Regions from separate parts of the Mus musculus genome. Here region 2 is linked to region 1. Evidence: chromatin contacts called from public promoter capture Hi-C data. All regions are on one chromosome and are shown on one strand. The core of a region is the stretch at or near the end of the contact, and the rest is flanking DNA. Distances in the headings are between cores, read along the strand shown.

Evidence for each region. Capture Hi-C pulls out chosen DNA fragments and counts their contacts.
Region 2: a contact with region 1 is called in a promoter capture Hi-C map of adipose tissue. The contact joins two enhancer-like sites. A contact is called at or near these places in 2 of 39 promoter capture datasets (cranial neural crest and embryonic stem cells), 1 of 115 datasets of contacts at active chromatin or transcription factors (pancreatic cancer cells) and 2 of 9 other capture datasets (adipose tissue and liver).

The regions. Positions count from the first base shown.
Region 1 is chr5:92,931,799-92,936,784 of GRCm38.p6, reverse strand. It overlaps Shroom3 (shroom family member 3), which reads right to left. Exons shown (of 11, transcript NM_015756.2): 4 at 2,900-3,031. Among named protein-coding and RNA genes, the nearest start is that of Gm36764, 75 kb to the left of the region's middle. Within about 2 kb of position 3,669, at least 52 of the 459 cell types and tissues checked have an H3K27ac peak or open chromatin away from gene starts, as enhancers often do. A contact at or near this core is called in adipose tissue and pancreatic cancer cells, where this site is marked.
Region 2 is chr5:93,002,869-93,007,804 of GRCm38.p6, reverse strand. All of the region lies in intron 1 of Gm36764 (a long non-coding RNA gene), which reads left to right. It also overlaps the pseudogene Gm6450. Among named protein-coding and RNA genes, the nearest start is that of Gm36764, 3.7 kb to the left of the region's middle. Within about 2 kb of position 2,109, at least 101 of the 459 cell types and tissues checked have an H3K27ac peak or open chromatin away from gene starts, as enhancers often do. A contact at or near this core is called in adipose tissue and pancreatic cancer cells, where this site is marked.

The sequences.
Region 1 (4,986 bases), core at 2,420-4,919:
AACCTTAACTCCTAAAGTGATCAAATCTGTTTTTGAAACACTGGTCTAAAATTAAACAAGGTTGTTTACCGCCAGGCTTCTCAGACTTCCATAAACTATTATTCATCTGTTCTCTCTAAGGGGGGGGGACACTAAGCAGTTTTCTAAACTTCTATGACTCTAGAAATGTTCTGCCAAAGAATACATAACAGACTTTCATTTTATGGACGACTCGTTGAGAAACAGTATTATAATTTTCTATCTCCTTCAGGGAGTGTGCCCATCACTGGGACCGTCTGAGACACAGGTGCTCGCATATGTCAGGTGAGTGGATCTCAGTGAATCCGGTACATTAGTGTTTTGACAGTGCTACTTCAGCCTCTTTTCAGAGACACTATGTGACTCCTCAGTAGCCTCTAAACTAAAGTAAAACTTTAGAATCACTGAGCGGTACCTCTGTAAGATAGCGGAGAGATAGCACCAGGGGCCTGGCAGAAAGCAGCTAACATCAAGTTTCAGGGCAATTCCAAATCCAACCTCGCTCCCAGACATGTTAAAACCTGACTAGCCTCTCCGTCTCTGTCTTGTCCCTCCTGGACTTCCCGATCCCCTCATGTTCCTCTTTGCGTGAGAAAGAGATCCTTAAGTTGGACATAAAATTGGGCTTAGGAAACTAAGTTCAAGCCATAAGAAGGAAGCCGGCCAACTGAGCTGGCACTCTAGATCACTAGATGCCACTGAGAGGCTAGAGACACGCCAGCAGTCCTCTCCTAGCTGCAGCTGCCATTATGAGACTGTGAAGAGACTGGAGAGAGGCCCTGTGAGATGCCCTGTGACAGAGCTGCAGAGGTGCCCCTGAGCTAAAGTGGGAGAGGACACGTATACTCGCAGCATTCTGGGTAATGTGAGCTTGCCTTTCTCCTAGAGTCACACAGTGCTTTTGTGTCAATAGCCACATCAACATCAAAAGGGCCAGGGGCAATCACCATACAGGCACTGTTCAACCTCTCTAACACACTTACCGGAGGTTAGGATGAAGGGGAGAGGAGCAGCGTGGCCCCCTTACTGTACTTTGATGCCACAGTGCCCCCCCCCCACTCCCGCGGCCTGCAGAGCCTACCGCAGTCACTGCAAGCGGGTGTTCAACACACTGACTACAGCAGTTCGATTTCTGACACAGGATTAGTATATTCCTTAGATCACATTATGAGTTGAGATTTAGGGCTTCCTAAGAAAGTGAGGGGCTGGGAGGTTCTAAAGGTTCCCACCATCCCATGGCACTTTATTAAGACACACCTACGCCCACGTGTGAGCTCTGCTTTATGCTAAGTTCTTTTGCAGGCAGGTTGCGCCTGACTATTACAGTTGTCATGTATGGAGTGTTTGTACCATGTACATGCGTTCCTTTATTTAATGCTCACAATGACCAGGTAAGACAGGCATCATTAACTTCATCTTAGAGAAAAGGGAGCCACGATCAGAGAGTGCTCAGGCTCGAGCACTGAAGGCAAGGAGTGAGAATGAGCAAGGTCAAACCCCAAACCTCAGGCACTCTGCTATTCCCTCCCGCCCCGCCTCCCAACATGCTAGGTACCCACACTTGGCCTTGCAAAGGGGAATCTTGCGGTGTGGGGGCCTAATCTCTGGAAGAGGTGGCTCAGATGGTGTGAACTGGTCCCCTTAAAGGGCTGCAAAATCTACAATGGGGAAAGGAGGGTCTAGAGGAAGGAAGATAATTAGGAACCACTTCTTCCTGTGGCCTGATGTGTCTTCTAATATGACGGGAGAATTTTATCCTGTGTCTACCACTCAGAGGTCTATGATTTGCCTTTGAGCAAGTCATGATCCTTAGGGGCTCTAATTGAGTCCTAACAGCCACCATCTGTTAAGTAATCCTTCCAGAAGCCTCCTAGTGGCTTTCTTTAACACGCATGCACACACAAATGCCACTTCCTGCATCTCATTTCTATTATGTTTGAAATGTCCTTCCACCTCCCTGTCATTGCCCTGTCTCTGTCTGACTCAAGTGGTAATACTGTGTGGACCCTGAGTTCTCAGGGTCAAATGGATGCGACCTTGAACACACAGCTGGTGTGGGGAATCCGGACTCAGCTTGTTCTTCAGTATGTCTGAGTGTCTGGGTTTGGATCCCCTTTCCCCAGTTCCTCTCAGATGCGTGAGGCCCGATTTCGAGAAGAGAGCCCTCTGTTTGCCACATTCAGGGTGGCTCTGTTCATTCTTTAACAACCTTAACTAGCACCAGGGTGACTAGGAAGCAGAAGTGTAACCCAGCAGCTATGTGCACATACTGTGGCACCTGGCTCAGATCTGTCCTGACTCACATACTGATCAGCTGTCCATACTTGGATTAATCTTTGCACCGTTCAACTTCCTGTTCTGCAAAATACTTATGTGTTCAAGTGGTGCTGCATGCAGAAGAGGGAAATGAAGGGGTCACATGAGATCAATGTCAATTTCATCATGTGTCACTGAAAAACCCTCTATCCTATTCCTATCTGCTTCAGGGCCATGCTAGGCAGATGGCTTTGATGGAAGGAGGAAAAAAAATATCAAGTGTAACATTTAAATATAAGAATATCACCAATTCAGCTGTAAATATGAACAATTTTTGACTAGTGCAGACAGGACATTGAAGCACCCAGAATGGAAGTCTTCAGTTTTTCAAATATGGGATTATAATAGGCATTGAGAAACAGCTGACTGTGAATGGGTTCCATAAATATCTCAAACGACCAGCCATGATCAAAGTATTTCCAGTCTCCCAGTCTAGTTCAGAATGTGATGTAAGGATGAATCACCCACATAGTTAGCATTTGAAGAGGATGAAGAAAAGACATTTTGGGGGTAAACATGACCTTTGAAAGAGAGAAACCCTTAGATGCCAGCTGTGGCCACTCACCTGGAATGGTAGCTCTGGTGCCAAGGAGGGCCCATTGTGCCCTGAGATATCTGCATCATGCTGACATCAGGCTGTGTCTCCCCAAATTTGGTGGTATGCCACGAGTGAGGGCGAGTGGCAGGCTCACTGCACCTGTGGAGACATAGGAGAGGGACCCTTCAGCACCAGCAGCTTCTCAGCTGAGTCCCCTCATGAAATGAAGTAGCCTGGGTCCCAGCGATCACAAATCAAAGTACTGCTCGCTTCTCCGAGCACTGTGTCCCTTCCGTTTTACTTTCTATTTTGACATCACACAGGAATGCTGCAAAGTTAGTACAACTTTATTTAGGCTTCCTACATGTTGGTATTTTATGCCTTCTGAATATAAGGACATGGATGCCTGGGTCTTCCTGAACCTCTAGCTTTATAGAAAAACAGGAATACTAAAATTCCTTCCTGTTTCCCAAGGGACTTTGCATAGATGCACGGTAAAAAGCATACCCGGGTTTTTCAAGTCCTCTTTCGGAGCCTGGGTGGACGGTGCTGCTATTATCACTGTCTCGGAGGAATGGTATGGAAGTCAGAGGCTGCCCTGCATTGACAGCGACCGCTCTAAACCACAGTCTAGAGAACAAAGTGTTCTCGGAAAGACTTTCTCATTTTGCAAGCTGGTGACTTCAACCTTTAAGCATCCTGCCGTTAAAGCACAAAGATCTGATGGAGCCAAGGAGAAAGCGTGGGTATCCTTTAGACTGAGCATGAATGAGCTCTACAAGGAGTCAGAGGCACGAGTCAGCTGCTGGGCAGTATTTTTGGCATCAAAGTGAGAGGACCATCCAGGCATCCCATGCTGACAGCTATGAGATTGTGTGGAAATATTTCTCTAGTTTAGAAACACTTTGGGATTCAGGAAGTCCCTTGATAAGATGAAGATGATAGATGTAACGTATCCCAAGCCCTCGAATTTGCTGTGAGAGAGTTGATGGGATAGAGCCAGGGGGACAAGCCCGTTAGTCAGGCCTACCTAAAAGGATGGGCAAAGGGGGGAGGAAGAAGTTGAGGATGGATGACGAAGGGAATGAGAACGGATAGGAGGAAGTACTGATCGTAACCACTCTTCCAGCTCTAACAAGTATTTCTGAAGTATTGGAGTAATTATAAAGACGGGGCAGGGCCAGCCAGATGGCTCAGACACTGGCAAAGACGCTTCCATACAAAGCTGACAATCTGAGTTTGACCCCTGGAACCCACATGAGGGTAGAAAGAGAGACCCAATCTTTGACTGAGCCATATGTGTCCCCTCCTCTGGGGTGTGCACACATCCACACAAACACATATAACTATTTTTTTTTAATGTAAATAGTAATTACACAGAGATTGGTCTCAGAATTAACTATGGTCCAGGCACACGGGGTCAGGCCACGGTGGTAAAACAGGGAGCTGCTATAGCACTTGGAGAAGTGCCAAGTCTGAAGGCTCAAGGGAGACAGGACCTCGGGAGGATCTGAGAGGCACTCGGTGAGCTGGGACGTACTTGCTCTGTCCTTGGTCTCTTGTTTTTTTATCTTTCATCTTGTTAGCCCAGATAAAGGAAACTTGGTTTCTAGTCTAGTTCCTAACCTGATATGACTGGTTTTGGGCTTCGGGTTTTAAGCACATGTAAGTGAAAGTTTTCACCTTGGCTTTCCTTCTGGTTCTAATAGGTTATATATACAACACAATACTGATGGGCCAGGGTTACGCTTTGAGCGTCCAATGTCCTCCTGGGGCTCCCATTTTTGAGAGGCTGTGGGGCCTTTAGGTCTAGACAGAGGAAGTGGGTGGTAACAGCTGGGCCTTAAGGAATTATAACCCAGCCTCAGGTCCTTTTCTCTGCTCCTTTTCAAGTGCCAAGCAACAAGCAGCTCCTTGACACCCTTATTACCGAGAAGAGCTGGTCTCCACGGCACGCCTTCCTCACCACGATGGGCTGTGGCCCTCTGGAACTGTAGCCACACTTTAAGCTCTCCCTGAAGTTCCTTTTGTCAGAGTATCAGGAACATGAAGGTAATAACTAAGACACTCCTCCTCCTCCTCCTTCCCCCTGGACACGGGGTGAGCAGCATACA
Region 2 (4,936 bases), core at 860-3,359, 73 kb before region 1:
TCTGTGTATCTGTATATATGTGTGTGCTTATGTGTGTGTTTATGTCTATATGTATATGTATGTATGTGTGTATATATGTGTATGTGTGTGTTTTTTTAAAGATTTAATTATTTGTTATATATATATGTATATGTATATATACATATATATATATATATATGATGAGTACACTGTAGCTGTCTTCAGACACACCAGAAGAAGGCATCAGATCTCATTACGGATGGTTGTGAGCCACCATGTGGTTGCTGGGAATTGAATTCAGGACTTCTGGAAGAACAGTCAATGCTCTTAACCGCTGAGCCATCTCTCCAGCCCATGTGTGTTTGTTTGTGTGTATGTGTGTGTGAGGGCCCTCTGTGGTAGGGAGGCTGGCTGAGTTTCTAGAGCTCTGCCAATCTCTCAGAGTTTTTACTCAGCCCTTGAAGAGTAGCCCAGAATGCCTTCCAACATCTGGGTTTCTGAAGTGGTCCTGCAGAATTGGGATCCTTGAAAAGTGAACTACTGTGCTTTCTATCTTGGGCTAAGTCAGGCCCATGGTCAGCTCCATTTTCGTTTTCAGATTACTTAAAAACCCCAGATCTCCTCCAGACTAAGACTCTTTGCACTGTAGTGCCTTACCCTTGTGACCTGGGATGGAATAAGAGCCCAGAGGTCCATGCCCGTAGGTTGAGAAGAACAGAGCTGAGTGTACAGAAGAAAGCAGGAGTCTCCAATCCCCACCATCATTTCTGGATGGCTCTTTATGAAGAGATAGGTAGAAACCAAAAGGAGAGGATTTCTAGCTTTGTTTGGAAGAAGCCAGACTGCATGACACGGCAGCAAATCATCTCCCACTAACAGGCACAGTGAGAGACTGGGGGCCCGCCAAGTCTTCGTAGCACTGAGTGGGCTCACATTCCAGGTGAAGAAACACTTCAGTTTGATGGTTTTTTCCCACCAAGACATGGCTGTCCTGGAACTTACTCTGTTAGATCAGGCTGGCTTCAAACTTACAGAGATTTGCTTGCCTCTGCATCCCAAAGACTGGAATTAAAAGTGTGTGCAACCACCACCTGGCTGGTTTTAACTACAATGTTCAGGGCTTATTTATTTATTTACTCCTTGGCAACAGGGTCTGTGTTGTGTGGCACAGCCACTATTACTGAAAATGAGTATTCAGGCCTGGGCATGAGTGTTTATGTTCTCTGTACATTTAGGGAAGGAGTCGGAACTTTTAGAGGTGACGACAGTGGATGTTGCTGCTCCTTTTAATCAAAATAAGTAAATGATCAACTCCATTTAAAACTTCTGCAGCTCTATGGGAAATTGAAAAGGCAGAGCAGTCTGGTGGGGGAGGGGAGGAGAGCGAACAGGGACATGGGGTGGGTGGGGGTAGCAGCATCAGCATCATTTTCTTCTCAGTTTATCAGTATAGATGATAAACTCTTGCCTGAAGACAGACTAGGCTGAAGCATCTCGTTGGGGTGCACTCTGCAGCCCTCCCATAGCTCCCGGCCTGCCCCCTCCTTAACTGAGCTACAAGGAATCCTCCTCCTACAATAAGAATCCATGACGAGTCTGCACTTATCTAGAGCCCAGGTCCCCATGACTGGACTGCCTGGGCGTTGCCTAGGAGATAGGTTTGTGAAATCAGAGCTGACCTACTTTGTTGTCCCCGCCATTTTTTCACGGTCCAGCCTCGGGCTGCTTGCTTCAGGACTGGCAGACTCAATCTCTAGCTAACAAGCCTTAGGATTTTATTTAATTAATCACGTGGTCTAGACTAGCTTTCACCAGCTCTTTCTGCAGCCCAGGCGGGCTTTGAACCCGACCCTCCTGCCTCAGCCTCCCGCGTTCAGGGATCACAGGAGTGCACTAGGACAAGCTATGAATTTACAGGAGTCTGTGCTGCTGTTTGATTGGCGGGCTCCTCACCTGGGACATTAATCTTCCCTGACACATTTCCACCCCTTCCCGGGCAGGCAGTTTTCCTTCCTTGTGGCGTTTTGCTGGGTTTTCAATCCCCAGTCGGTCAGCAGAGTGTCTTACTCTTCCAGGGTGGCTTGGTGCAGAGCTCTTTCTGTTTCCTGGCTCTGCAGATGCGGCTTCTGGAATTTCTTGGCTTCCTGTCGCGCCAGCTCTTCCCTGCCTCTGGTTGAACACACTATTTCCGGGGGCAGTGCCCTGTGCTTTTGTAACCTTTTGGGTCGTCTGGCTTCAAGTTCCACAGGGGATCTTGCAGGTCGGCAGCGGAGCCCTGAAGCTAGAAAGTGCCTTAGTCATGTTTCCATTGTGGACTGCAGGGGACAAAGTTTTTAAAAATGGGCATTTGGAGGAACTTGCAAGGTTTCTCATGGCGTGTTCAAAGAACTACATTCCAGTATCCCACCTCCGGGTGCCAGCCCGCCTTTTAACGCTTTTCTCCTACCTAGCTGCTTTCTTTAGCTTTCTCTGTGCTTCACTCCGCCCGCCACCTCCTGGCCTTTGCATAAGCCGCTGCCTCCACAGACAGCCTCGCCCGTATCCTCCCCCACCCCCCCTCCGCCCTCTCCCCTCCTCGCCCCTCCCCCGTGTATGGCTGACACTGTTTCAGCCTATATCCATAGCACTCATGTGTACTCCAAAAGCATTCTAGATCCTTCTTTAACAGACTCAATCTCTCTTTTAAACCCCGACCCTGCCGTTTTTCTATTCTTATATTTTCTTCATTCTAAGAGCCATCATTTTTTTTTTTTGGTTACAATTATATCGAGAAATAGACCCCCCCATTTTAAGTGAACCATTTTGAGGCTTTTAATATTACCACAGAGTTGTAAAATCATCCCCACAATCAATTCTAGAATATTTGTATTGCCCTTCAAGGCAGCCTGGTACTGGTTAGCTCCTATACACTGATCTCCGATCTTCCCAGACGAATATCCATTAAACAAACTACTCTCTGTAGATGCATGCATTTAGAATTCTTCATGTAAGTGGAATCTTGGGGGGCTGGAGAAATGTCTTAGTGCTTAAGAGCACCAGCTGCTCTTCCAGAGGTCCTGAGTTCAATTCTCTGCAACCACCCTGAGCCACCCTTAATGAGATCTGACGCCCTCTTCTGGTGTGTCTGAAGACAGCTACAGTGTAATTACGTATAATAATAAATAAATCTGTGGGCTGGAGCAAGCAGGGACTGAGAGAGTTTGGCAGGAGCGAGCAGAGGTCCTAAATACAATTCCCAACAACCACATGGTGGCTCACAACCATCTGTAATGGGATCTGGTTCCCTCCTCTGATGTGCGTGAAAATGGAACAGTTGTATAATAAAATAAATAAGTAGATTTTTTTTCAATATATAAGTCTTTTATTCTCCCAAAAGAACCCAAATTGTTCTTGTGATCAGGATCTTGTTTCTGGAGCCAGGAACTGAGGCCTCCTCACTCGTCAGCCTGCTGCACAGTTCCCTTCTCAGACACATAGATGCCGTCCAAAAACTTCCTGATATCCTTGTTTTTAACTGTTGTGGCTTGCTGAATCAGGGCAGCTGAATTTGAAGCAAGTTCAATATCATTTCCTTCAAGGATTAACTCATCCTTCTGGGCTTGAGAGACAGAACAAGCAACACCTGTCCTCATCCAAACCCTGTGGATGTAGTTTTTCACCCAAGAAATTTCGGATTTCAACCAAAGAGCCATTCTCCTGGATGACGACGTTGATGGGGAAGTGAGCATACACAAACCACATTTTGTATCGGAAGCCCAGTGTGACACCTTTGATCATGTTCTGAACATGACTGCAGATGTTCCTGACGGTGGCCAGTTCCTTTCTGTTACCCCACCATTTGTCAACCCAGAGCCTTTTCTTTTTCTTCCCAAGAAGACTCAGCTCCACGTTGATGTGATTGAAGTCCCTCCGCAGAGTCCCCCTGGGGCCCTTCACAATGACTGTGCGCCCCTTCAGAGTGATTTCGACATTCTCTGGAATGTCCACAGTCTGATTGCTGCGAATGGTCTTCATCCTCACAGTAGATGGGGCAAAAAGAGCAAGTAGATCTTTTTTAAAAAATGATAAAATAAGTGGAATCATGTATGTATGACAAGTAGAGGCTGTGTTCTTTCACTTAGCACAAATGTTTTCAAGGTATCGTATACTTGTGTTGTAACATGTAGTTAGCAGGAGTCCATTCAAGAGCACCATTAAAAACATTTTAGCATCTGGGTTGTAAAGATGTATCTTCAAGTCATTGCCTTCCCGTAAATGGTGTCAGAAGCTGAGCCGTACAGATTAAGCAGTAACGCCCCATTCTTTCCTTCAGTTGGCCCCTTGCAGCCTGTGAGCTTGAACACACGTAGGACTTAGAAGACAGGAGCCTGAATGTGAAGCCCTGTGTCTGACCTCTCCTTTATCAGGGCCTACAGCTTTGTAAGCATAACGAAAAGCCAACCTCATGAGGGTCTGGACTCCCTTTATTCTCCTTAGCCCTTATCTTAGCTCTTATGGAATCCTTTCCACTGAGCTAACAATAGCTACCCAACAAATATTTACGTCAAGGTTCCCTCTTTGTCTCATAAGCGCTCACAGTGGGGGCTGGAGAGAGGGCGCTGTGATTAAGAGCACTGGCTGCTCTTCCAGAGGTCCTGAGTTCAATTCCCAGCAACCAAGTGGTGGCTCACAACCATCTGTAATGGGATCTGACACCCTCTTCTGGTGTGTCATCGAAAGGTCACAGTAAAGACAAGGCATTGAAGGGTAATTATTCCAGATGACCTGGCAGTATCATTTCTGAGGATGTTACCTCCAAAGAACTGAAAGATTGACACTCATATTTGTGAACTGATTTTCATAACAAAATTGTTCATAGTAGCAAAAAGTGGAAAACAACGCAAATGCTTGAAGAAGGGTGTTGGGCAAAGTGTATGATGCACATGCAATAGAATATTATTCAGCCTTCAGAAGGAGTGGCATTCTGACTCATGCT